Linked DNA regions of Zea mays: region 1 is linked to region 2. A link is a contact called in public Hi-C data. All regions are on one chromosome and are shown on one strand. The core of a region is the stretch at or near the end of the contact, and the rest is flanking DNA. Distances in the headings are between cores, read along the strand shown.

What was found. Hi-C and Micro-C count contacts between places; a contact is called where the count stands out from the background.
Region 1: a Hi-C map of ear shows a contact between it and region 2, with 2.5 times the contacts expected there. The contact joins the promoter of LOC541626 here to the promoter of LOC103650711 in region 2. A contact is called at or near these places in 2 of 25 Hi-C or Micro-C datasets (ear and leaf).

The regions. Positions count from the first base shown.
Region 1 is chr3:149,354,397-149,361,100 of Zm-B73-REFERENCE-NAM-5.0, forward strand. It overlaps LOC541626 (ferredoxin), which reads right to left and starts at 4,940. Exons shown (of 7, transcript NM_001111381.1): 1 at 4,348-4,940; 2 at 4,130-4,263; 3 at 3,963-4,041; 4 at 3,778-3,869; 5 at 3,600-3,677; 6 at 3,191-3,488; 7 at 2,711-3,064. The coding sequence starts at 4,705. The coding sequence ends at 2,997.
Region 2 is chr3:148,924,646-148,931,752 of Zm-B73-REFERENCE-NAM-5.0, forward strand. It overlaps LOC103650711, which reads right to left and starts at 2,662. Exons shown (of 12, transcript NM_001324272.1): 1 at 2,387-2,662; 2 at 821-931; 3 at 172-260. The coding sequence starts at 2,565.

The sequences.
Region 1 (6,704 bases), core at 3,690-6,189, 430 kb after region 2:
TCTTTCGAAGAGTGTGTTTCACAGAAAACAAATGTTTTGGTTTCACAGTGGGAATAGCACGGTCAACCTCTCCAGAACGAGGTTGTACGTCTCGCCATTCTTTTAAAAGAACAACAACCTACAAGGGACAGTAAAACAAGAATTAGATCATGGATACGCAATACCATATGCCCGTTTTAGTGCAAAAACATGTGTAATAAACGTAATTCGTATAGCTCCACGCACACTTATTTATTAGATTTCAATTATTTGGAACAACTTCAGGACTAATGGAAGGACTTCAGTGGGTAACCACTACAACATAAACATCTACAGGGGATTCCTATAGGTGACAGAAGTCTGATTGTACCGAACTCTTGCATATGGCTGAACTGCCTGTCTTTTAGATTAGTCTCAATGATGGTTATCAATTTTGGATTTAGTGTCTTAACTAGCCTATAATCCTTTTTTTTGCCTTTTTTGAAATCTATTATAGATACACCGATAGGATTGGAGTCCCTACCAAGGAGACGGCGTAGATTGTAGGGATGAGACGTTGTAGGGCATGGCTAGGTATGGTTTAAAGATACCGTGGCTGTTGGCGAGAGAGAGCGAGAGGTGGCACTACAACACCGGTGCTGTAGTACTCGCGAGTGCTGTTCATGGGATTAGGTTGCAAGGGCGAGGAGGGAGAAGGGGTGGCGACTAGGGCTCCCGGCTCCCGGAGGGAAGTCGTCGACAAATATGTGCTTTTGCTTCATTTCAAATAGAGTTGTACAGAGTTGTTTAATAGTCCATCCTCTCATCTTATCTTATCTTATCTAACAAACTCCTATCTAATAGCTTATTATCTTATATGTATCTAACTCCTATCTAATAGCTTCTAAGATTGGCTCCAACAGGGCAGCTATTTGGCAATACAAAGCTAATTTACCTAGTCATTTAGTACTGTAGCGGCTCCAATAGCCCAACTATCCAGCCCAGCCAAATTACATGGGAGGAGAGAGAACCGATAAATTAGCTAGCCTAGGCACGCCAGCCATTCCTTTTGGAAGCAACCGTCAGCTCGAACCACGCGAGGGAATCGACGGGCAGCGGCCAGGTGATTTGGCGAGAAAGCTAATTGGGCCAACAGCCACAACCATTTTAGCTGCTTTGTTGTAAACAACAAGTCTGTCATGGACCATGTAAAATACAAGAATGGAAATGACCGGGCAATATGGCTGCTCACTGTTGGAGTTATCTATAATTTGGCGCTGATGCCGGTCATAACATACATATATTTTCATGCCATCAACTGTCCGCTGACCTTTTTTTTTTTGCTCCAGGTCCAGTGAGGATGGTAATATATGTTCTGGACATATCCGCTAAGTTTGCGAAGTTGTTAACTATTACAGCAACGGCTTTATATTATTGTGCCGTGTGTTATTTGTGCTTTATTTCTTTATATCGTAACAAGAGATAATATTGTGCTATTTATAGCTTTGGTTAAGCTTCTAGCGAATGATACTTGCACCTGTAACTGTAGGGCGCGCAAGTGGGCGCCAAATAGTCTAGTAACCTCGATGACGGCCCCGTCAAAAACCTTTTTATTTGGATTCATTAAAGATCTTAAATACTCATTGCAAAATTGGACGATAATAAAATGAGGATGATGAACATTGGGTGTTTGTTTCTAGAGACTATTTTTTAGTCCTGTCATTTTATTTCATTTTAGGTTCTAAATTGCTAAATACGGAAACTAAAACTTAATTTTAGTTTTTATATTTAATAATTTATGACTAAAATAAAATAAAATGGAGAGACTAAAAATAGTCTTTAGAAATCAGACACCCCATATATGACTTAGGTTGTGTTAGGGGAGATATGCGTGATGTGAGCCCCTACGGCTACGTAAGTTGTTGGCTTCAGATTAAAGCTAGTTGTTTGTACTGCTGCTGCAGTTATAATATACAGAGAAAAAATATTGTAGGAGTAGTAGAATTCGATATAGACTAAACCCAAACGAACAGGTTGACGAATTACGTGCTTCTCGTGAAAAAAAATCATATGACTCGTAGAGACGGCCCAAATTCATAATTTCTAGGCCGTGATGTGTAGAGGCTATTGCAGGAAAAAAAAAGAGAGAAATTTTTATATAACATTAAATGGGATCGTTACATGTAGCTGCATGCGGATGTCTTTTTTTGCATCTGGTGTGATGGGGATCTAGGCTGCACCCGGGTGTCTTCTTGCATCTGGTATTCTGGTGGATGGATGCTTTAGAAGCATATACGAACGATGTGGTGCGCCATCCATCAGTCGTTTTGCTGCAAGGATGCAATGCAACCCACCTATGCAATGCAAGCAGTACCGCGCTTGCCGCTACAGGAGGGAGTATTGTATTGTGGTGGATACTGTTTGACAGAGGTTTATCGTCGGAAAAGAAGTGAATTTGGATCTAGAATATACTTGAATTCTCCGAAGTGTTTGTTATAGCTTCCACGCTTCTCTCGGTCTCAGACCTCTACTTGGAGCAATTGTGATTATACCCCTTCTCTAATTCTGTAATTGTGATTTTACTCCTCGTTTATCAACTTTGTGATTTTAGCTCACTATTTTGAAAATGAAGCCACCGTTTATCTCTCTCACTAACACCGTTTATCAACTTTGTGATTTTCGCTAATGGTGTTAAGAGGGAAGGGCAAACGATAGCTTCGTTGTCGAAACAGAAAGGTGAAATCACAAAGTTGAAAAAAGTAAAATCAGAATCAGAGAAGGGTATAATTCATAATTGCCCTAATAAAGAAAAGGCTAATGTGTGTCCTTTCTTTCTCGCAACAAATTCACGTGCAGAGAGACAACAAATTCCTGAAAGAAACGATTATATATGTCTTTCATCATATATAATGTATGTACATCGATAGAATGACGACGAGCCAAACGATTCGATTGATCTCCGCAATACTACGTACAATGCAATGCAAACTCATCACCACCAGATTGCTTGAGCTGAACAATACAATGAAGGATCATCATCAGTAGACTTCGACGTTCCATTGCTCGCTCTTCTTGAGCTGCTTCTTGTAGTCCAACCAGTTGATCCCTGACGGATGATGATGATGATGATGATAACCAAACCAATGCAGCAAGAAAGGTTACGTTAGTTAGCTAGCTACTTGTTCATATCGAGCACAAAAACGAAGGACAAGAGCGATGACAGACAGCTTACCGTCCTTGGCTGCGAGGTCGAGCATGATGTCGTCGATGCCCTTCTCCATGCCCTTGAGCCCGCACATGTAGACGTAGGTGTTGTCCTTCTTGAGCAGCTCCCACAGCTCCTCCTTGTACTCCGCCATGCGCGTCTGGATGTACATCTTCTCCCCGGCCGCGTTCGTCTGCTCCCGGCTCACCGCGAAGTCCAGCCGGAAGTTGTCCGGCGCCATCTCCTTCATCTTCTCCAGCTCCTCCTTGTACAGCAGGGTGTCGCTGGTCGGGACGCCCAGGAACAGCCACGCCAGCCCGGTGTACTATGTATATCATGTTGGATATAGATTCAGTTCATTAATTAATTAGTTCATTTCATCAATTTGTCTGTCTGTCTCTGTTGTTGTTTGATTAATTATTTGAGAGTTTGAGACCTTGTAGTCCTCGTGCTCCTCGAAGAACATCTTCCACAAGAAGGAGCGGAACGGAGCGATGCCGGTACCCGTTGCGAGCTGATGAACACATCAGGATTTACCAGTGCGAGATGATAAGCGGTTTCATGGAGGGATAGCTAGCTAGATGGATGGATGAGCTGACTCTAACTCTACTCACCATGATGATTGTTGCGTTGGGGTCTTTGGGCATGAGCATCTCCTTGCCCACTGGCCCTGTGATCTTCACCTCAGCGCCTGGCTTCAAGTCACCTGCATTAGTATGTATATATATGCTTAGTATATAATATATTAGTCTGCATGGAAGAACTGAGACATGGCGGAAATTAAAGCTAGACAACTGACAGAGGAAGTTCGAGCAGACTCCTTTGACGACCTCCCCCTGATCGTTGGTGTAGACCAGCCTCTTCACGCACAGCGACACCTGCACATCAACAAAAGTTGCCATAGCTATCTTAATGGTGATACATACATATAATTAATTAATTAATTTGTATTAATCATTGGCTCACCGTCTTGGAGTCGCCGAAATCTCCGAGGGCGCTGCTGGCGATGGAGTAGAGCCTGAGCTTGTGCGGCTTGCCGTTCTTGTCCTCGCCATCCGCGATGACGCCGATGGACTGGCCCTCTCTGTAGGGGACCTCGCCTGCATGCACGACCACCCAATACATCACCTTACCTTATCCTAACTAACACTAGATTACTGCTACTAATTAGGTAAGCTACCTACCTTCTGTGCTGAAGACCATGTGCCACGTCTCCCCGGGCGCTTGGTCGCCGGTGATCCTGGTGTTGAGCAGGCACCTCCCGACGTACGGCTCCTTGGGCTTGTACTTGTTGGTGACGAGCCCCTCCTCCTGCTTCTTGGACACCTTCTCCAGCTTCTTGACCGGCTCCGCCTCCGCGGTCTCGGTGGTGGACACCTGCACGCGCAGCCGCACCGCGCGCGGGCCGCCGTGCCGCCGCGGGAACTGGAGGTGGCCGCATGGAGACGACGGGGACGCGGACGCGGACGCCTTGGCCTTGGCGGCGGCAGGGGAGGAGGAGGAGGAGGGCAGAGAGACGGCCGCCGCGGTCACGGCAGCCATGGCTGTGGGTGGGGTCGAATGGAGCGCTAGTGGACCAGATTACAGAGCCGCCGTAGCAAAGATAGCTAGCTAGCTACTGTGGTGCAGGTGCAGTAGAGGAGGGAGAGGATGGGATTTGTATCGGCGGCATGCAGTGCAGTACTGCTGCTCGATCCGAAGAAGAGAGGCGAGGCGAAGGGGCGAGGGAGGGGATGAGTGGAAGAGAGACGAGGTGGGGAGAGCGAGTGGCTGCTGCCCACTCACTGCCTGTGTCTGTCTCTCTCTCTCTCCCCCCTCTTTGACAGCTTAGCAGTGCTCCAGGCCAATGAGGCGGCGCTACGTGGCCATGTACGCTGCTGTCGTGGACTCTAGCAAACGCAGGGAAAAAAGGGTTTACAGGGTCGGGTCGGTTGGGTACGATACGAGACAGGCGGCGACGGCGATGTATGCAACGCCCCAACGGGAATTGACGGGGACAGGGTATCTGGACTGATCCTTATAAATATCGGTTTTTTGTTAAAACTTTTTGAAAGAAAATTTAAAGCTAGTTTTAACTGTGTTTTTATTCTTATAAATATCATCTGTTTCATTGTGTCAAGATCTGTTGTGATAAAAGCTCGTTTGATTTCTTTAGTCGAGTCTCGACTAAAGTTTAGGGTCTATTTAGATCAATGGTGCTAAAGTTTAGCACTATACTTTTTAACTAAATTTGGCACTCGGTCATCCAAAAAATAACTGCTAAAAGTGAAGATAAACTTGAGCATCCAATAATAACAGTTTAAGTTTCTCAAGATGTGCTAAATTTCAGCATTTTGCTAAAGTTTAGCACATGAGATCTAAACAGACCTTAGTTTTTATCATGTTTGATTTTAGGGACTAAAAACATTCAATACACATTAAACGAGACTAAGGACTAGGGACTACAACAGTTTTTTCCGTTTTATTTCCACTCTTTGTCAATTTAGGGATTAAATAAGACTAAAATAGATGGACTAATACTTAGTTCCTAGGACCAAACAAACCCTAATAGGGTGTTTGGTTTGAGGAATAAGCTAGTCCATTATCTTCTCACTCTTCAATATTTTTGTTAGATTTGTGGATTGGAATAAGTTGATCCATCACCACCTCATTACTCATAGTTAGTTAGTTAGTACTAATATGGGGAATGAGGTTATCCCACTAAATTTGAGGAATAAACCCATAATGCACTATCTTAATTTGGATATAATGATTCATTAAACTAAACACCCCTTAAATCTACCTTGTCGCGCCAGATAGATTGACGCGATAGACATACCTCGATACCGGAGAGGATGCGAGAGGATTGGGTGTGTTATGTATGTATTGCAAGAGGAGAGGAGACGAGTGGAAGAGAGACGAGGTGAGCAGCAAGTGGCTGGGTCGGCTACAAGACAGACATCTTTGGCGATTTGAGAATCACATGCATGCGCTCCGCCAGGCAACTAGAAACCGGTTTTTCTTGAAAGTGGAGTGGACCCAGCAGCGCATCAAAACCGTTTTTTCTTTCTTTCTTTTTGAGACCCTGCCGCCCGGTCCGCCCAGTTGCCGGCTCCCGGTCCCGTCCAGGCCACAAACATGCAACGCAACGCAACGCAACTCAGCACTTTTCATCTAAAATTGCTTTTGATGTATTCATGTATTAGTTGTACATGCATGCTGTTCGAACCAAAAAAGAGAGTTGCGGACGGTCCGGCCCTGAGGCCGGACGGTCCGCGGTCTGGACAGTCCGCGCCTGTGGGCCGGACGGTCCGCACGTGCGCAGAACAGATTAGGGTTCCGAGTTTTGTGCTACGGTTGTTAGCTATATTCGCGGGATTAGCTCGGAATCAGTTGTGTAAAGGGTCTAGCCCCCCTCCTCTATAAATAGAGAGGTCTACGGCCGATTTGGAATAATCAACAATCGAATCAATACAACTTTCATTCGCATTTTATCCTAGGAGTAGTTCTAGTCTAGTTTAGGTTTAGCCACTCGATCCCCAAATTCTCCGTCTCTCCTCGA
Region 2 (7,107 bases), core at 1,412-3,911:
TACTATCATAAACACTAAGTGGTCACTCAGGTGATAATCACACAAGGAAAACTCATGGAAATGCAAATATAATTTTACTATCTTTAATGTCTTCACTATGAATATAATCATCACAGTAGACTTTCAAGTTACAACAGAATAAAGTGCATGGAAATATAAACACAAACTCACCAAATATCTCTTTCAAGTGAGCCTCATTAACATTCCTTGATAAATGATCAATGCAGAGAACAGCTGATTCAGCAGGAGGCGACACTTTCCTGAAACCAATAACCTCTTTAATAATTTAGGGCACAAGAGTCATGTGTAGAGATAAGAGATGGAAACACGGAGCACAAAACCATGCAGAGTTCCTAGGGAAACAGATGAAATCTCTGAAAATAACAGAAATTGCTCAGCAGCAGGTTATGTTACATGATAGAAAATTTCCCAGAAATATATAGTGCAAAAGAAGTCGATAAGCTTATGAACAGTAATCAGCAACATCACAGGTGCAAAGAAAATTATCAGATGCTGCTATGATATTTTCTTACTAACGTGAGGAGCTGTAGCACCCAGCATAATAAGAACTTTGAAGATCCTTTGTATTGTTAGCACATATACAGCATCCTATTTGACAAACTACAATTCACTTCATATATACAAGATAAAACCCATATACAGCATCCTATTTGACAAAATACAGTTTACTTCACATATAGAAGATGAAAATGATAGTCAAATAAAAAGTGAAACAGCATGCTTAAATATATATAATTAACAAAAAACATAGCCAGAGAATTAAAGTAACATATGCAGTTATATGAAAACCTGTATATACCTAGGGGGTGAAGCCTTTTTAAGTGGTGGTGATGGCGAACGGACTTTCTTTGAAGGTGAACCCTTTTTAGGGGGCGGTGAAGGTGATCGCCCTTTCCGTGCTCCAGGCGAACTGGGCAGACAATAGTATCCATAAGTAAATGCACCCGATATAAAGAGAACCAGCATAAGAAACATTACAGTTCATGAGAAAAATACCAAACAACCATGTTCAAGCAGAATGTACGCCATGTAACTGTTTGACTTCATATATGAGAAAAGTTTAAATTGCCATGAGCCCATGACAGCAATAAAAATATGTTAACAGGGAGAAGCAAAAGCATGTGGCAGGATGGATTCTGTTGGGGGTATGCTTCGTAGCCGAAGATCCTAAAAAGAACACCTTCGAAAGGTCTTCTCAGAAGCAAGCGCCGAAGCTATTATCTATGAAGCTTCGGCACAAAGACAAATCTCAAGATGAAGGATCGAACCGACTTAAAGATGAATTGACTTAAAGACCCATAATGTTTTGTGTCATTATTGTAGTCGATTGTAAAGGATATAAATGTAATTTTGCGCAGGTTGCATCCTGTGCCTATAAATAGGTGAACAGTATCCCGGTACTGTTCACGCGATCCTGTAATCACGGACACGTTACGCCCGGATTATTGTTTTCTGTCAAGACGAATGTATAAATGTTCTTAAATATCATGTTTCAATACTTGTATATTCATATAATAAAACATGTGAGTATATTTTGTGTTTTATATTTCATTTCTCATTGTTGTCTTAAAAACATGATCACGAAGGTGAAACCTTCGTGATACTCTACTCATGACCTTCGTCCGAAGCTCATTAAATCCTTGGGGAGATAATGCTTCAGCGGACGAAGGGCATTTATACTTAACATTTTTGTGTTGCCTTGTTCTTAATTCGAAGCATTTGAGAACAAGTCCCCAACAGATTCAATCAATAAAATGGTATCAACAAATTGATTTGGGTTGCAAATGCTGGCCAGCACAGGCCTGTGCTATTATAGGAACTGCAAAAGGCACGGCTAAATAATAAGCCTACGGCAGAGAAATGGAACCAATCAAAGGTGTCCATCTGAATTCTGAATGCAGGGTCATATATTTAACTTATGTTTCCAGCCTATCACAAGCAAAACTGAAAAAACTGAATTCAGCGTTAGAAAAAACTGTTACCAGACTCTGGCTCTGTTCACTGCTGAATGACAGCATCAATTCTGTTGAGTGCCACAAGGTATAACTGTAACTGTATTCAACAGAAGTAGTTTGAACACGCAAGCCACGATTGTGGAAGTGTAAAATTATCTGAATCAAGCAGCCCCGTTCTAGATACTCCAGTTGCAGCCACCTCAAGGCTTAAGATGAGGTTACAGATGGCACTAGGGTTTGACAAAGTGACACACAAATATGTAAATAAATCGTAAACGTTGAAGACGGGGATAACTCGCTACCCGGACAAACAACTAAACACACATGAAAAAACATCCGAACAAATGCAAGAGAACCTAACAGATTAGCCTAGAATCAGTGGATCTATACCGTATAGGGTCGAGCCTCACCTGCGCTTAGCCTGAGGAGGGGAGCGGCTCCGGGACTGGGAGGACGACGACGAGAAGGAGCGGGAGCGCGACCGGGAGCGGGACGAGACAGAGCCGGAGGAGACGGAGTGGGACAGCGAGCGGGAAGAAGATCCCGAGGAGGAGCGAGACGCGGAGCGGCCGCGCCGAGGCTTCGCCATCGTCCCCGGCGGCGGCCGGGCGAAAGTCGGCGAGCCTGTGGCGTTGAGCTAGGGTTTTGAGCGGGGTTGGGAGAAGGAAGAGATAGAGTGTATGGTTCCATCCACACTCCAACTCAACCCACCCGTGTCTGTGTGAAAAGAGCCCCGGCTGCTGTCCATGTCCACTCCTTTTTTCGGCCCAGTTGGCCCAATAGACCCCGCAAAAGGAGGCCGTGTTTGGATCTGATTTTTGGGGGCTTTTCATCTAAAATAAGTAGAAACAGTTCCAAACACCCAACTTTTTAGTGCATCTTCAATACATCCCTAAAATCATTGTCCTAATCCTTATTTTAGGGGAAATAATTCCACAGTAATGTATGTAGCATTCCTAAACTTTCGCAGGTGAAAATCATCGTGTGCACGGCGCAAACATTTGTTGCCGTCGAGCTCCCAATCGCACCGTTTTTCGTTTCCCACGTGGTTTTCACCAGCATTCAGTCGACTAGGGTGGCACACACTTTTGCGCCTGTCCATGGACAATATACAGCGAAAATGAACAGCAAAAAATATTAGAAAATGATATACAATGCCACACATCCTACAAGTCGTAACGTTGACATGAATGTGCAACACAACACGTCATCTTAGTCAAATTGTGCCCTCTACACCAAATTGTGCTCTAATTATTTGACATTCGATCTGGATGCAACAAATTAAGATTTTTTCACGTGCAATAAGTCATGATGATATAGTATTATGGGTCCTATTGAGTACGTTTTTGAGAATATATTGGGAGTTGTTGGAGTACTAACACTTTTTGGAATTAATAGATTTAGGGAGATCTTAATTCCCATGTAATGGGAGATTTATTTTTAGGATCTTTTGGAGATGCTCTTACGAGCTTATCCCAACATCAGCTTTTCCAAAATAACTAGCGAAACACATGAGCCAAACGCCACCACCGAGCGGCTCTCCGGCTTTTCGCCCGTGTGTGCCTCTTCTCTGTCAGGTCCGCATGTGACCGCCCCGACCACCAGTGCCACCCTTCCCCACCCATCGATAGTGCACCTCTTTGTCGCCTCCGGTGCCCCTCTCCTCGTCCCCGCCAACGAAGTTCACATCCTCCCCCATCATAGGCATCGCTCGCGAGCTTCTCTTATTATTGGCGTCGAGCACGAGTTCCCCATCGTCGCCACCGTGTGCGCCTCCCGCAAAGCCATCACCTGACACGCATCCTCCTTCCACTTGCATCGCGTCGAGGCAAGATCCTTCTTATCCTTGCTTTTGGGCCAGCCATGGATCCTGCTCTTCCCTCCGTTTCACTATTGGCAACGCGATAAACAACGAGCGAGAGGGAACATGAAAAGCTACAAAAGTACCAAACATCTGGGCTGGCTTTTTTCTAGCTTCTTCAGTAAGTGTTTTTTCTCAACAACCAAGTAAATGCTAGTTTATTAAAATAAGCTCTTAAAAATAAGTGGATCCAAACATACAAGTAGACTGAAAGAAGAGAATTAATGGGAATTGGTTCTGTACGGTGAAATTTGAAAATGATTCTTTGTGGTCCTCTTAAAAAATTGCTTTTATTTGGATAAACTATTTGTGTATTGTAATTCTATGCATGGAGTGAATTCAGAGAGAGAGAGTCAATTTTTAGCTCCTAATCCTATTTCATTTTAGTGAATCACTTCACATCATCAACGTAGAATCGGTTGGTAGAAAAAGAAAATTGTTTGGCAAAAGTCGATCCAACTTTGAAGACACTTTCCAAGATCCGTCAAAATCCCAAAGAGGCCCTAACATGTTTTAGAGCAGGGGTATATTTATGATGTGTTATAGAAAAACACCGTAGTAGAGAACTTTTGGAAGGATTTATCAGCTATCGTCTGAGACAATGAATAGTTGCTATAGTCATCATCATAGATGTCAATGAGTATATTGTTATTGTCCCTTTAGAAAACACATTTATAGATGACTCTACGACACCACGATATTAAAGGTTCCCTTCTACCAATGTATACTTCTTAGCCTAGTAAGAGATGTACTCCACAACTATATCATCATTAGGGAGGTTATTGTCATTTAAGTAGTCTAGGATCTTAGAGATCTATGCATCAAGTTCTATCTAAGCATTCCTAGCTAGGTCTATGGGCCCGGGCCGGGGTAGTCTAAGACATCATTTATGGTGGGCGAGGCGTTTGAATTCAACACTGTTGGGGCCACCAACGCTCATGTGTCAGTTGAGTCCTCGCGTAGGTAGATATAGTTAGTGGCATGTTTTGGGAGCCTTAACTCGTAGGTCCTCACAAGTTGAGGTACCTAAGTTGAAGAAACTGTGAACAGTTCACTGGACATCATGTTTTCTATCTTATAAGAATATATATGCACAATGTCGAATGAGAGATCCAACTACTTGGCTTCGATGGTGTTGGCCGCCGGCTGTTTGTTGTTACATGCAGAGCCTACAAACTTGATTGATCACCAGCTCGAAGTCACCTTGACTAACAACTAGGGAACTTCGAGAGGGATGATGATTTTTCAGGCCAATGGTGAGTGTCTCGTACTCGGCCATATTATTTGTGGTGGAAAAATAAAGGTATAATACATAGTAGATTTGTTCATTGGTTGGAGAAACCAGAAGAAACCATGTGTTAGCGTTGTCATGACGGCTAGACCCATCAAAGTTGAGCACCAACGGATCATCATTGAGAGGTGGTTCATAAACGATATGGGTAGAATCTGGATCTAAGTCTAAGTGACCTGAGGGGGTCCACTCTACCACAAAAAGTCTACGGGTGCCTAGCTCTTCACTATGGCGGGGACCAAAAATGGAGGTTGCAAAAATGGAGGTCAAACTCTGCTAGCTCTGCTGGCCACTTTTTTGTGTACTTGGTAGCATGGTGAATGTGTAGCACCACTCTCTGTAGAAAGGATGTTGTAGGGTAAACATGGAGAACAAGAAGAACATAAATAGTTTTTTTCTAAAACTTGAGGCACAATGGAATTAAACTTACCGATCTAGTCAAGACTATACCCCACTATCTATTAATAACACCTTATAAAGATCTTAGTTAAACAACTAAAGTACTACTCTTTGCAGAGCTCACCTAACAATTATAGTTGACAAGGTCATACAAACCTATACAGCTAGTACTTCAAACGAACAGGGAGTTCCTACAAATACTAGTGACCAAAGCACGCAAAGCCTAAGCTCATGTAATACCCAAAGTTGTAAACCATAGAAAATGGGGATAACTCTCTTATGCATTTTGTCTCTACTTATGATCATATGAGAACACCCACTCCTAAAAAAGAATGAATAACAAATAACACATGAACAACTTGTGCATCATGTTGGAGTTTAATTGTTTGTGCATTTAAAAATAATTATAATAATAATGGTAATAAGAATACCTTAATAATGGAAAGGAGGTTTAACCCTGAAAGGGAATTAGGCTTACACCTAGTTCCTAATTGATTTTGGTGGTTGAAGTGCCCAACACAAATAATTGGACTAACTAGTTTGCTCTAGTCTATAAGTTATACAGGTGCCAAAGGTTCACACTAAGCCAATAAAAAGACCAAGAAAAGGGTTCAACTAAGAGAGTAAGGGATAATCGAAGGCACCCTGGTCTGGCGCACCGAACTGTCCGGTGCACCACCGGACAGTGTCCGGTGCACCACCGGACAGTGTCCGGTGCACCAGGGGACTCAGAGCTAAACTCCTCACCTTCGGGAATTCTCAGAGGAGCTCCGCTATAATTCACCGGACTGTCCGGTGCACCACCTGACAGTGTCCGGTGCCCCAGGGGAGAGCGACTCTGAACTCGCCAGCTTCGGGAATCCGCTCCGCTATAATTCACCGGACATGTCCGGTGCACACCGGACTGTCCGGTGTGCCAGCGGAGCAACGGCTACTTCGCGCCAACGGTCGACTGCAGGCGCATTAAATGTGCGCCAGCGCGCGCAGAAGTCAGAACACGCGCGGGTGGCACACCAGACAGCCTACAGGGCCTGTCCGGTGCACCACCGGACAGCCAGGCGGGCCCACAAGTCAGAGCTCCAACGGTCGGAACCCAACGGCCTGGTGACGTGGCTGGCGCACCGGACAGTGTCCGGTGGCGCACCGGACAGTGTCCGGTGGCGCACCGGACTGTCCTGTGCGCCATGCGACAGCAGCCTCCACCAAACGACTAGTTTGGTGGTTGGGGCTATAAATACCCCAACCACCCCCACATTCAAGTCATCCAAGTTTTCCACCTTCCAACTACTTACAAGAGCTAGGCATTCAATACAAGACACACCCAAGTGATCAAATCATCTCCCAATTCCACAAAAGTCTTTAGTGATTAGTGAGAGAGATTTGTCGTGTTCCTTTGAGCTCTTGCACTTGGATTGCTTCTTTTTCTCATTCTTTCTTGCGATCATCTCAATTGTAATCAAGGCAAGAGACACCAATTGTGTGGTGGTCCTTGCGGGAAGTTTGGTTCCCAATTGATTGAGAAGAGAAGCTCACTCGGTCCGAGGGACCGTTTGAGAGAGGGAAAGGGTTGAAAGAGACTC